Regions from separate parts of the Rattus norvegicus genome. Here all the other regions are linked to region 2. A link is a contact called in public Hi-C data. All regions are on one chromosome and are shown on one strand. The core of a region is the stretch at or near the end of the contact, and the rest is flanking DNA. Distances in the headings are between cores, read along the strand shown.

Region 1 (4,346 bases), core at 738-3,237, 340 kb before region 2:
AGACTTTAGAATGCTTAGGGAAGAAATAGAAGAGCAAATGCAAGAGACCACTTGGGGCACTGTGGGAAATTGGATTTCCCAGTCAGAAATTGGAAGGCAAGAAGGCATGAGAGGCAGAGAATTGAGAGTATGCTAGTAACTTTTCCCATTGGTGTGACAGCATTCGTGTATAAAGCAAGGAAGGGTTTGTTCTTGCTCAGTTTGAGAGTGCAGTTCGTTATGCTAGGGAGAAGCTGGCAGGAGGAGTGAAGCAGCTGGTCCCTACTTCATAAGAAAAATGGTGCTTAGTTCATTCTCCCTAAATTCAGCCTAGAGGAAGGAAAGGGGCCTCCCACATTCACAGAGGGTCTTCCCAATTCAGTTAACACAATCTAGAAGCTCTCTCATACATAGGCCCAAAACACTATGCTCTAGGTGATTTTAGATCTTGTCAGGTTGACAACCAAAGGGAGGCCAAGTGAGCAGGAAGAGTGAGATCACTTACTCTGTGAACTCTGGTGACAGTGCCTCTAGGAGGACCAGGGGCAGCCACATCTACAAAAACACCAGGGGCACACAGCTACAAAGGCATCTGCAGGAGGACCTAGTTGAAGACTGCCTGAGAGACCAAGGATTGCTGATGTGAACAATGTCAGCTAATTGGAAGCTGCTGTTTATATGAGATGCTTTCTTAGGACCAAAGGGCCCAGGTAGAGGGTATTAAAGGAGCTTGCAGCAGTAGACAGACAAGCTTTTACCTGCTTCTGGAGTCAGTGTCTTTGAATCCGGGCCATCTCACCTCCAACCCCCAAGGGCAGGTAGGGTCAGGCAGCGAGTAGTCCAAAGCACAGACAGCCAGTGCCAAGAATGTTAAAGGATGCCCAATCTTTTCCAGAGGTCAGTCATGAGACTTCACAAAGTAGCAAGACAGACACACGATAGGCAGACATACAGAAGACAGGGGCTAGTGCATACAAGAATAAATGTTCTGCCTTACTGCCAGTCAAGACACACAATCCATCGTGCTACTCTTTTTCCATAGGCAAGATATAGAAAACCCATGTTTCAGTTAGTTGTATGGGTAAAAGACCCACTGGGAGGGCGGCTGAGATCTCGCTTTTAAAAATGCTGCATGAAGCGAGTTTGAAGCTTTTCACTATAAAGAGATGACCAATGTTTGAGAAGACGTGTTTAAACATTACACAACGTATGCACGGATTAATGCACAGTATGGAAACTCATTCCCGAGTGCTATTCTATATTGGATAAAATAAATGTGAAAAAAGTTAAAAGGAAAAAGAAATAGAATACATGCCCCTAGCACATCTGGACTGGTTAATATGACCTTAGATGCAACCGTTGGGCAAACCTCATGAGAAGCTCTACAGGGCATACACTGGGTTTGTTTATTGTAGCAGAACTTATGAGGTGACCTTCTGCTTGAACTAGCAGTAAGCTTTTACTCTGCCATTCTCTCCCCTTCCCTACATTCCATCCAGTAGTGTGCCTCATAGAATTTTCCATTCTTTTCTTCCTTGGTCTGGACCAGCAACATTTGAGAGTCACTATTGCCCTGGCAATGTTCCTCTTTTTGCTCCAAGATTCCTTCAGTCTGTTTGTCTTCTATAATGTGACCAGAGAATAGTATTTTATTAAACTAAATGATACGGTGTAATTTTTCCTGCTTAAAATTGCCATATCAAGACTTTGAGTGGAGAGAGAGAGAGAGAGAGAGAGAGAGAGAGAGAGAGAGAGAGAGAGAGAGCTTGGCTCCTGCCTACCTTCCAATACTTGCGTTTTATTTCTGCTGTCTCACGACCATCTTTGACCTTAAAAGCTAGCATTCCTAACTGGCATTTTCAGGATAGAGGAAGCTGCTGTTTCTAGCTTTTGCTACTTGTAGCTTGCTTTCTCAGTTTTAGACCCCAGACAGCTCTCCTTACTAGCTGTCACCAGATAGACCAAAGTCTCCTCCTACCATTGCAAAAGTTTCAAATGCTGTCATAAATTGGCATGTATCCAGGACACCAGAGTCTAGCCTCTGCTCTAGAAATTTCTTTCCCCACATGGCTCCATTCCAGGGACACTACTATTTTCTCCATTTGGACATTTAGAACAAGCCCTCATTCTAAGCCTCTGCCTTGTGCTCATGGAACACCTCAAGTTAAATTTATATTTTCCTGACTTTGCTTCCTTTTCTGGACTCTGTCTCGTCTCCAAATTGCCAGTGGTTTCTGCTCTTCTCATTTGAGTAGCCACATGATTATGGGAACCTCCAAGGTGGGAGAAGAGCTAGTTATTAAGATGGGGCATGTAAAGTTTGGAACAACTTATTAGTAGCTGGGTGTGGCCCACACAACCTGGCAAGCAGGGAATCACAGCTCTTCAGCTTGAACTCACCCTGCGGAGGAGGCTCCGTTCCCAGCTCTTTAAAGAGCCTGGGCTTCGGTGCCAGCTGTTTTCCTTGTAAAACAGCTGACCAGTTTTGCTTGGTGCAATCAGAGACTTGGGTTCCTTCCCACAAGGGCAAACCGTTGACCCATTTCCGTGAGTACCGCAGAAAAATTTCCACGGGCCCAAGAGAGGTTTTGGGAAACGAGACAGATATCCACTCATTGTCTAAAATGTCAGGTAAGGCTTGTCGTTTTTCACCATTGAAAGGATACGAGTCAGAGGCATTAAGAACATGCCGGAAATTGCAGTGTTATCGCCCCCACTTGTTTCTTTATGCCCAAAGGGAAGTTTATTACTCACTAAGCAATCAGTTCTAACTCCCCCTTCGCCCTCGTTCCTGCAAACCCCTAATCTTGCCATCTTTAGAGATCTGCCTATTCTGAAAATTTCAAATACATTAAACTAAATTCAGTCTCTAACTTTTTGTGCCTGCTTCGTTCCTATGAAGCCTGAGTTCATTTATGTTGTGGCATGAACCCCGCCTCATGCCTTCCTTCCTTTTAATAGTTGAATACTATTCTACTGTGTGGGCAGGCCACATTATTTTTTTTTATATCCATTCATCTGTTGATGTGATTTGCGTAGTTTCCACCTGCAGGTTATTACCCTGAAAGCGCCATTATGGCTGTTGGTACACCAAGTTTTATTTGAACATCTGTTTCCAGTGATTTTTGGTGTGTGCTTAGGGGTGGAATTTGGTGGGTCCCATGGTAAAAAAAAAAATTCCATGTTTAACTTTAGTTGAAACTTGGCTTTTTTTTTTTTTTTTCTTTTCCTCCAGTGTTTCAACGATTTTACATTCTAACCAGGAATAAGCAAGGATAGGTTTGGGCAAATCCTAAGAACAAGTATTTATGTCAATAAGTGACTCATTAAAAGACGTTTACATGATAAGGAAAACATCAACTCAGAATCTTAAAGCGAGATAAAGTTATCCCCTCCTTCTTGGTTGAACAGCCCGAGATGGCTAATTATGAGTCAGTTCTGGAAAGTTCTGAGAGCAGCGTGTCAGGGCATCTACACAGAAGATTATCTGTGTTAAGGTTTTTGAAATAGTCACACGTCAGCTGTTCAGAAATACAGATTCGCACTTTGTGTGGCTGAGTTCTGCTTAGCTCTAGTGACACTGTTTCTGCTGAGGTTGGAAACCTCTTAAACCTGTCATTGAAAGGTAATGTGTTCTTTTCTGGCTTCGATCACAGCAGGGAATTAAAACTTGTAGTTCCTTTCAGAGCTTAAAGTCATTTAAAGTCAAATCAACTATGAGGGTAAGGAGGGAGCTGTTTTGAAGTCCAAACTCCCTCAGCCTCTCGGGGAGTCATTATTATGACATTGGGATGCACATGCTTGGTGGCTATTATTTCTGGGTAACATTTGCCTTTGCTGTATCTGCACAGGCTATATTAGCTAGGCCTTCTGGGATGTTTACATTTTCCAATGATGTTGACAGCCTTATCCAGGCCCTATGAAATCAGATATGGATCCCTTGAGCTTCCCTTTTTCAGATCCTTGGTCTCTTCCTATCCTCAGACCACTTAGCACTGGTTCGAGTGACATGTTCAGGGGATTCCATGGCCCTGCCCAGCACTCCTTAGCCATTAAGTGTCTAAGTCACCAAGTGTCACTGGTCTAGCGCAATACTCCATGCTAATCCTGTCTAGGCTAGAGTTTTAAGCTTTTGAAGCTTAAGTAAAGGTGCGAGTAGGAGATCCTATTGATAGAACGTCAAAGTCACACTAGAGTGTATGTGTTGGCAAGTCAAAAGGAGTCATTGTTCCTTCTAGAAAAGGAAAAGTCCAATGGAGACAACTTACACCGTGAACTAGATCATTGGCCTATGTGTAGTCTTCATCATCAACTCGACAAGATTTGAAATCACCAGACACACCTCTGGGCACGATCTGAGATTCTTT
Region 2 (4,298 bases), core at 1,558-4,057:
TTTTTCAGGCAAATGGATGGAGCTAGAAAATATCCTGAATGAGGTAACACAGACCCAAAAGGACATTCATGGTATGTACTCACCAATAAGTGGATATTAGCCAAAAGTTCCAAATACCCACAATACAAGTCACAGAGCATAGGAAGCTTAACAAGAAGGAATATCAAAGTGTGGATGCCTAAAACCCACTTAGAGGGGAAACAAAATAATCATAGGAGGCAGAGGGAAGGAGGAAACTCTGTAGGAGTCAGGGGCGGGGAGGAGAGGGGAAAAAGAAGGACAGGATCAGGATCGGTATGGGAAGAGACAGGAGGGACACCCAAGGGCTAGGAGAATGAATTACAATATGCAGCAGTGGGAGTTAGGGGGCAGGAGGAACCTCTAGAAAGTCCCAGAGACCTGAAATGTGAAAGGCTACCAGAACTCAATGGAGATTACATTAGCAGAAATGCCCAACAATGGGGAGATGGGACCAGAAGAGACCACCTCCAGTAGAGAGACAGGGCTACCAGTTGAGGTAGGGGAGGATGCAGAATTAACCCAGAATTGTTCCCGTCTAAAGGAAATGCAGAGCCAAATATGGAGTGGCAAGTCAAAGGCCACCCAGTGACTATCCCAACTTGAGAACCATCCCATGCACACACAGCAATGCACATGGCACTACTACTGAGGCCATATTATGTGTGCAAACAGGAGCTTCATGTGTCTTCTGAGAGGCTCTAACAGCGACTGACTGAGAGAAATCCGTATCCTTCCAGCCAACCATTGGTTTGAGGTCAGGGACCAATACGGAAGAGTTAGAAGAAGGACTGAAGGGGCTAGGGATTTAGCTCAGTGGTAGAGCGCTTACCTAGGAAGCGCAAGGCCCTGGGTTCGGTCCCCAGCTCCGAAAAAAAGAACAAAAAAAAAAAAAAAAAAGAAGGACTGAAGGAGCTGAAGGGGATTGCAACCCCATAGGAAGAACAACAGTAGCGACTAACCTGGAACCCCAGAGCTCCCAGAAACTAAGCCAACAACCACCTAGGAGCATACATCAGCTGGTTTGTGGCCCTGGGCTCATGTGTGGCAGAGGACTGCCATTTATGGACTCAGTGGGAGAGGATGCAATTAATCCTGTGTGAACTTGATACCCCAGAGAAGAGGGAATGCTGGTGGGGGTGGTTGGGTGGAGGCGCACTCTTTCAGCGCTGGGGGTTGGGATGAAGAACTCAGGGTAGGGGGACTGGGAAGGGGGGGCCACTTTTGGAATGTAAAATAAAACGTTTTAATAAAGAAAAAAAACATCATTGTCTTCTAAGGAGTGAAGTCTAATATATTATTTAGCTTCTTATGGATGGAAAAAACTAAAGGTGATATTTAAATATGAACCTTTACTGTTTCACTAGCTCTCTGAATTTGCAGAGCCGAGTACGAATGTGGTGGATTCTTGGTGTCATGGATGTAAGGTCAAGAAAAATGCATACACTATTACAGTGTGTATTGTTAATAGCGAGTTAGTTACCTTTGCACCCAGGTACACACCTCAAAATGGATAACATTGTGATATACACTTGCACAGGACTGACTTTGCTGACCAAACAGGTAGAACATGCAGCAATGAATAGAGAGTTAAATTTAATCTCTTTAAAATGGCTCCCACATAGGATGGGCACTCTGTGATCTTTTTTTCTCCAGACAGGAAATGCTGTTGTCAAAATATAAAAATAAAGGGGTATCTTTTATCCCCACTAAGTCTACACCGCAGTGCCGCTGCTTGAGACATCACGTGACTCAACATGGCAGCCCAGACGAGTTGCTCCACACTCCCTTACACTTAAATCTACACATGAAAGAACACACAACACAATAATCTTTGATCCAATTGATAAGATATAATTGCTCACCTAAACACACAAAGCCCAGTACACGTCCATCCCTTAAGAACATTTATAACAATCTGTAAAGGTACAGCAAGGAATCTTAATGTCAACTGCCATATTGTCCCTACCTACTCTCTCCCTCCTCCTCTTCCTTCAAACTTTTCTCCTGCCCATCCTTCCTTCTCATCCAATGACAGGCCTCATTCTACCTTGTGATACCTGTGATACCATCCCACAAGTAAAGAACAGATTATCTTTTTAACTTTTTTTTAATTAAGATATATTTGTGTCATTTTCTCTTTCTCCTCCCTACCTCCAACACCACCAGTACCCTCCCTCCTTCTAAAATGTATGGCTTCTTTTAAAAAAAATGTTATTGTTACACATATCTTTAAATATATAAATAAACCTGCTGGGTCTCTTTAGTGTTGTGTGCATGTATATGATTTCAAGGAAGGCTGCTCAGTATTGCATAGCCCATTAGGAGTCATCCAATTCTTGGGGATGACTGATTCTACCACTTACACAATTCCTTAGTAGCCTGTAATTTTTCGACTAGGGATACAATGTGTCCCTGTGAGATTTCCTTCTTCCATTGTACAATATCTGCTGGTAGTGTCCTCATTCATCCCTTGTTTAGGTAGCCATACTGTTGGTGTGTTGTGGGTGAAGCTTCTAGAAGACACAATCACTCAGCAGATATTCTGGTCCTCTGCCATGTGCAATCTTTCTGACTCCCTTTAATCCGTCATATACCCCCGGAATTCACTCCCAATTGTGTTCCCATCTTGAACTACAAATTAATACTGAAAAAAATCCTCACAGGACAAGTTCAACTCCACATTATTCAGATTATTTCAGTATTTGCCATGTACTAGGAATATATGTGAGGTTCAAATATTGACTGAATCAGGACCGCACAATGATTTCACCAACAAAGTCCACTAGGTCAGTTAACCTCCTTCTTCCTAACAGAATCATGTTGCTGATTTCAAATGAGTCTCCACCAGGCTGTTCAACCACTTCCTCCTCTCCCTCCCCCTCCGCTCCCCTCTCCCCTCCCCTGAGCTCTTTGCTGTCTCTGACTTATTGTACTAGAATCAGCAAAATCATACTGAAGGCTCATTTGTATATAATTTCTTCAGAAGCAGCCTCTACAATAAAATGCTCAAGTTCAAAGATTCATAAACCGTTCCACACAAAGCAAGATTTATGAGACAAAGTTCAGAGAATCTTGGTTAATCATTACAAATCACAATTGCACATGCCTGGTTCTAGGGTTGTACTCTTCATGATGCTGAAGGCTACTAGGGCAGGGTGTATCCTTTCGTAATCTTTGGTTTGTCTGTTTCACTGCCAAGAAAATAAGCACAGAGGGGGTTCTGCTTTGTATCTCTGGGATGGGACAATAGCTCTAATCTGCAATCTTTTATTTTTGTTTCAACTGTTCCAAGACCAATTTCAATTTAACTTGCTTGCTTTGCTTGTCTCTTGATAAAAAGCTGTTTTGATTACAGGGGGTTTGGAGGCGATGGTGGGAGGCAGAAGTAGAGATTCTCTCTCTCTCTCTCTCTCTCTCTCTCTCTGTGTGTGTGTGTGTGTGTGTGTGTGTGTGTGTGTGTGTGTGTGTGTGTGTGTGTTCATGCATGTATAGGAGAAGGAATAGGAGCCAGCATCCATGGGCTGTATTTGTTAATCTGCTTAAAACCTTAACAGATTTTTTTCAGCTGAAATTTGGGCAATGTTAATTGTACAGGCAGAATTCACGCTGGGAAAATCTCCTTGGGTGGGGAGAAAAAGACAGAAAGCACAGCCTGCCTGTTATATAAGATGTTTATTTCTATCCATTCCAATCCACCATAAGCAGTACAGAAAATAGGCCAATGCCGCTGACCAATGATGTCACTGTATCATCGAGGTGGGGGTGGGGGTCTGGGTTCCACGTCGATGAACAGGAGGATTTCCTATCACCATTGCCGTCTTGTAGAAGCCTTTATACCAGAAGCTGCTGATCTTGGCTCCCTTTGATGCTTATAGGATTTATAGTAACTGGGTGGCTACCATTGATGGCAGCTCCGGACAAGCCACACGAATGCTTAAAACAGTGCTTTTTTTTTTTTTTAAATCAAGCCTCTGAAGTTAAAAGGATTGGATCCTGTCAGCCAAGTGCTGGCTATCCCTGGGAAATGGTACAGAGAAGAGGGATGGTCATCATGGTGTGAGATGCTAGGCAGTGTCTTTACGTACCGAGTAGCTCATTCTGCAGAATGCCTGCTTCACTTATGGTACCTTGCATGTATGCTCAGTCGGGGGTGGGAATGGGGGGGCCGAGGGGCATCCACATTAACTCATAAAGACTGCAACTCAAATCGACAGCTTTATACATTTTTTAACGAGCTTGTCATTTGTAATGTCATAGAGACATCTTTATAAGTTATA
Region 3 (4,241 bases), core at 242-2,741, 440 kb before region 2:
ATCTCTACTATTGGACGAAATGGATCAAGAATCCTGTTGCTACCTCGGACGATGGTGCACGCCTTTACCGCTAGCATATAGAAGCAATAGCGAGCGAAATCTTTGTGATTTTAAGACCAGACTGGTAAACCAAGCCAGTTTCAGGGTAGGCAGTGTTACACAGAGAAACCCTACCTTAGGGGCGGGGCGGGGCGGGGCGGGAAAGGGCAGGTAGGGAATCCTGCTGCAGTTGATGGGCTTCACAAACCTTTGAATGGAGATTTCATTTGATGTATCCATGGCGCATCATGTTCCATGAGCACAGAACTTTTCAAATTTGATGTTGCGGACCTCTGTTTTCCTTTCCTCTTCAGGTACACTAGAGGCAATCACACAGCTCCAGGTAGAGAGAAGACTCTCAAGGCCTGGTGCCATCTCACTCAGACTTCGTGCCTGTGTGTATGTTTAATTTCCCTTGAATTCTTTTAGTAATATCTCAAAAGGAAACAAAATAAACAAGAATTTAATCTATTCTGTTTATCTGGAAGCTTTACTCTTAACCTCATAAGGTTTTTCAACATAATTAGTTTTGACTACAGAGTTTATCAGCATTTATAGGTTTCTCAAAAAACAAAATGAAGGGCACATTCATTTTCTTATGCTTCACCAACTACAAATTTGAGATCATTTGAAATTTTAATTCTGAATTATAATAAAATAATAACTTTATACTCTGCATCAGTGATTTAAAATGGTTGAAACTGAATCGCGTCTTTAATTTTTTTTATGTGGAATATTTTCTTCTCTTGGCTTCTTACTTTTATTGGGACATGTATTTCAATGCATATTGATTCGGGTTTTAAGATCTTGTCTGCTGTGACAACGAGGATGAGACAGAGACCCTGGTAGGAGGAGGTCTGAATTGCAGATGGTCTCAAGGGTGCCACTGAGTGACTGGTGGACCATGTCTGTTTGGTCTGAGCCACAGTTAACTGCTGTCATTTCTGGGCTAACTGTTCTTTTTCTCACTTACCTCAGGACACAGAGGGGCCGTTTGGTAGACCAGCATACTAACTCTAAGTGCGCAGTACCACTTAGTCCTAGATAGAAGTTGTCCGTGACCTTCCTGCCTGAAGTGCTCCTCACCATCCACTCTGAGCTATTTGCCTATGAGTCTTTCTGCGCCAGTTCCTGGGTTTCACAGTTCTGACTTTGAGGTGGTTCACCATTCCTTCTGATTTCCAATGCTCTTATGAAATTGTGCATTTATTTGATTTCATCAGAGTAATTGGGATAGGTAGAAATGTCTGTTCAGTCTGCCTTTTGCTCCTTTCTGGACAGACAGACAGACAGACAGACACACACACACACACACACACACACACACACACACACACACCCCAAACCAACAGTTAAATTCTAACCCTGGTTTTCACTTCTTGTGTATGCTCTGTCCAGTGGCAAAGAGTGCATCACCAGGACAAATTGCACTGGTGCTAGTGGCTTCTGAAAAGCTATGATGGCGTGGAGGAGAGCCAGGACCCATGATGCAAGTGGCATTGCCCAAAACAAGTTTCTTTAAATGTACTCACTTCAAAAGGACTTTATACGTCTCTTTAGCGAAATCGATATTTTCCCACATGTTTAATTGACAGCCACACCATTTTCTGGAATAGCATTACTAAATTTCTTGACATTTTAACCAGTACAAAGATTAACTAATAGTGTATTAGGAAGTTCTGTGTTGAAATCTTGTAATGTAGTCCAAGCTGGCTCCTGCCTTTTCTTCCTGTGTATTGCAATCACAGGCATATATCACTCTCTGCCTGGCCAAACATGTTTTCCATCAAATGCACTATTTTAAGAAGGCTTCCTGCATTCCTGTTATTTGACTTGTGAGTTGGAGATTTCTTGCTGTGTAGTTTCAAACTCTTGATCCTCCCGCCTTATTCTCTTGAGTTCTGAGAAGACAAGTGTGTACTATCAGACATGGCTATTCCTCCATTCTTTAAGGTAAACTGTTTTTATCCATTGGTGAGAACTACTGATTTTTATCATGGACTTCTCCTTTTGAGATTATAATGTAAAATCTAAGAACTTCATTGATCTATAAAACATCCTTTTCGTTCTCGTGTGGATTAAGGTTAAGGTTAGAGTTAGCATCCTTGCATAGTACGAGCTAAATCCACGCTATGATTCATGATTTTCCTGAGGCAATGCAGTGTTCATAGACTAAAGAATTGGTGACTTACTTTGCCCAAACCGCTCTCCAAGTTTCTAGTTCCAATTTCATTGCCTATGCAGGAGAAGTAGGCAATATTTTGCTAAAGAGAAAGATCATTCCTTGTTAATATTTCTGACAGCTTGCAGTCTGTTCATTGGGAGCTTGCTTATTCCAACTTCTCGAGATCTGTCTGGTTCTGTGTTGCCAGTGCGATTGTTGCTGTCTTGCTCAACACCCGTGATTCATGCACATCCATGGGTATCTTTATATTTGACTTGGAGCGTCCTCTGATGTGTGCATTATCACTAGGTCAGATCTCTCTGTCCTGGGACACGTATTGGCTCTTGTTTAGTTTTGAGTACAAACAAATCTGGAGCAATAAAATGGCCCAGGGTATTTTGCCCTTGCAAGGAACATACTACACAGCTCATGCCAAGTTTTTCATGGTTTTTGTGAGAAAATTTTAGGTGCAGCAAAAGAGATGATTGGTTACATTCTCACAGCTGATTAGCTCCAACACAGAGTGGTATAAAGTGTGTGTGTGTGTGTGTGTGTGTGTGTGTGTGTGTGTGTGTGTGTGTGTGTGTGATGGGTGGGAAGAGAAGGCCTTAAAGATAATTCTTGTCACTGCTTTGAGTCAGATGATTCAGGCTGAGACAAGGCCAAACCTCGGAGATCTAAACATGTTCTTGGCTCCAGAAGGCAAATAATATATATATCAGATCTCTGCCTTACTGTGGGAGGGATTTATACTTAGACTTTATTCTTCTAGTCGTCCATTTTTCTCCATCCACTGTCAGTGAGCATATGCTACGTGAGTGTCTGGAGTAAAGGATGCTCCTGAGGTAAGCTCTGGGTGACTGAAGTATGACAAGAGTTTCAATGGCACCTTGGAAAATTGCTTCTTGCCAAAGTCTAAGGGTAATAATATGATATTTACCTTTGAGTCCTTGAAAGAGTTCTAGACTGTCCAGCCCACACTTTTGTTTAAACACTGAATTGTTTCCTGTATAAAAGCAAACAATGTCCAGTGCAAGCAAAATGTCTTGAATAACCTGGCCAGGTGTTCTCTGAATATTATTATTTTTTAAGTCAGGGTTGAATTAAGAAAGAACAGATTTTGTTTTTCTTTATTTTTTATTTTATTTTATTTTTTTTGTTTCTTTTTTTTCGGAGCTGGGGACCGAACCCAGGGCCTTGCGCTTCCTAGGTAAGCGCTCTAGCATTGAGCTAAATCCCCAGCCCCGTTTTTCTTTACTTTTAAACGTCTGCCATATAGTCGAGCAATGGAAGCTGTGTATAGCAATGGGACTCATAACAGCGTGTTTGTCCAACACAGACCTGGTCTGTGATGATGGTCCTGTACACTGCATTGCTTAGTGATGGCACCTCTGTCATGACCCATCCAGTCCGTGAGACTCATGTGACACAATTTCCTAACAACAGACTTTTCAGAATGTAGATCTGTCTATTAAACTCTGCATTAATACAGCTATCGTGTATAGTGATTAGTCCAGGATTAACTTATCATAAATATATTCTCTTTATATACGTGTGTGTGAGACACACACACACACACACACACACAGAGCTGAGGATTTAGCACAGTGGTAGTTATTCCTGGTATTCATGGGACCATGGATTTAATACCTATAGCAACAAGAACTTTCCAACCTTTTAGGAACTTGCGAGTTCTTAAGAATATAGACCAGCCAGCGCACACTGCCTTTCAAAGGAAGTATTGAGCTGGGGAACATAAGTCTCCCTTCAGCTTTTCTGTGAGCATTAGTGTGATGTCGTGCAAACCATCTGTCTCTCTTTCCTCTTCTAAAAACGAGAGAATAAGACTTCACTACAAAACCCCTTCCCAGTCCTGAAGTTTCACAGTTCTTTCCAATAAAGCCAACATTCCTACTTCACTGATCCTTATGACACCATGGTTAGTAGCCACCTGTCTCCATCAGACTGAGATACAACATTGTTTTCTTCTCTGAAATTGGTGCGTATGAAGGTCGCTTGTCTTAAAGACCTTGTAGTT

What was found. A called contact is a pair of places that touch in the nucleus more often than the background predicts.
Region 1: a contact with region 2 is called in a Hi-C map of liver, with 4 times the contacts expected there. The contact joins two enhancer-like sites. A contact is called at or near these places in 2 of 12 Hi-C or Micro-C datasets (kidney and liver).
Region 3: a contact with region 2 is called in a Hi-C map of liver, with 6 times the contacts expected there. The contact joins two enhancer-like sites. A contact is called at or near these places in 4 of 12 Hi-C or Micro-C datasets (hepatocytes, kidney and liver).

Annotation. Positions count from the first base shown.
Region 1 is chr7:33,448,899-33,453,244 of GRCr8, forward strand. No RefSeq gene overlaps it. Among named protein-coding and RNA genes, the nearest start is that of Btg1, 220 kb to the left of the region's middle. Within about 2 kb of position 1,988, at least 8 of the 93 cell types and tissues checked have an H3K27ac peak or open chromatin away from gene starts, as enhancers often do. A contact at or near this core is called in liver, where this site is marked.
Region 2 is chr7:33,791,469-33,795,766 of GRCr8, forward strand. No RefSeq gene overlaps it. Among named protein-coding and RNA genes, the nearest start is that of U2l1, 43 kb to the right of the region's middle. Within about 2 kb of position 2,808, at least 15 of the 93 cell types and tissues checked have an H3K27ac peak or open chromatin away from gene starts, as enhancers often do. A contact at or near this core is called in liver, where this site is marked.
Region 3 is chr7:33,352,315-33,356,555 of GRCr8, forward strand. No RefSeq gene overlaps it. Among named protein-coding and RNA genes, the nearest start is that of Btg1, 130 kb to the left of the region's middle. Within about 2 kb of position 1,492, at least 1 of the 93 cell types and tissues checked has an H3K27ac peak or open chromatin away from gene starts, as enhancers often do. A contact at or near this core is called in liver, where this site is marked.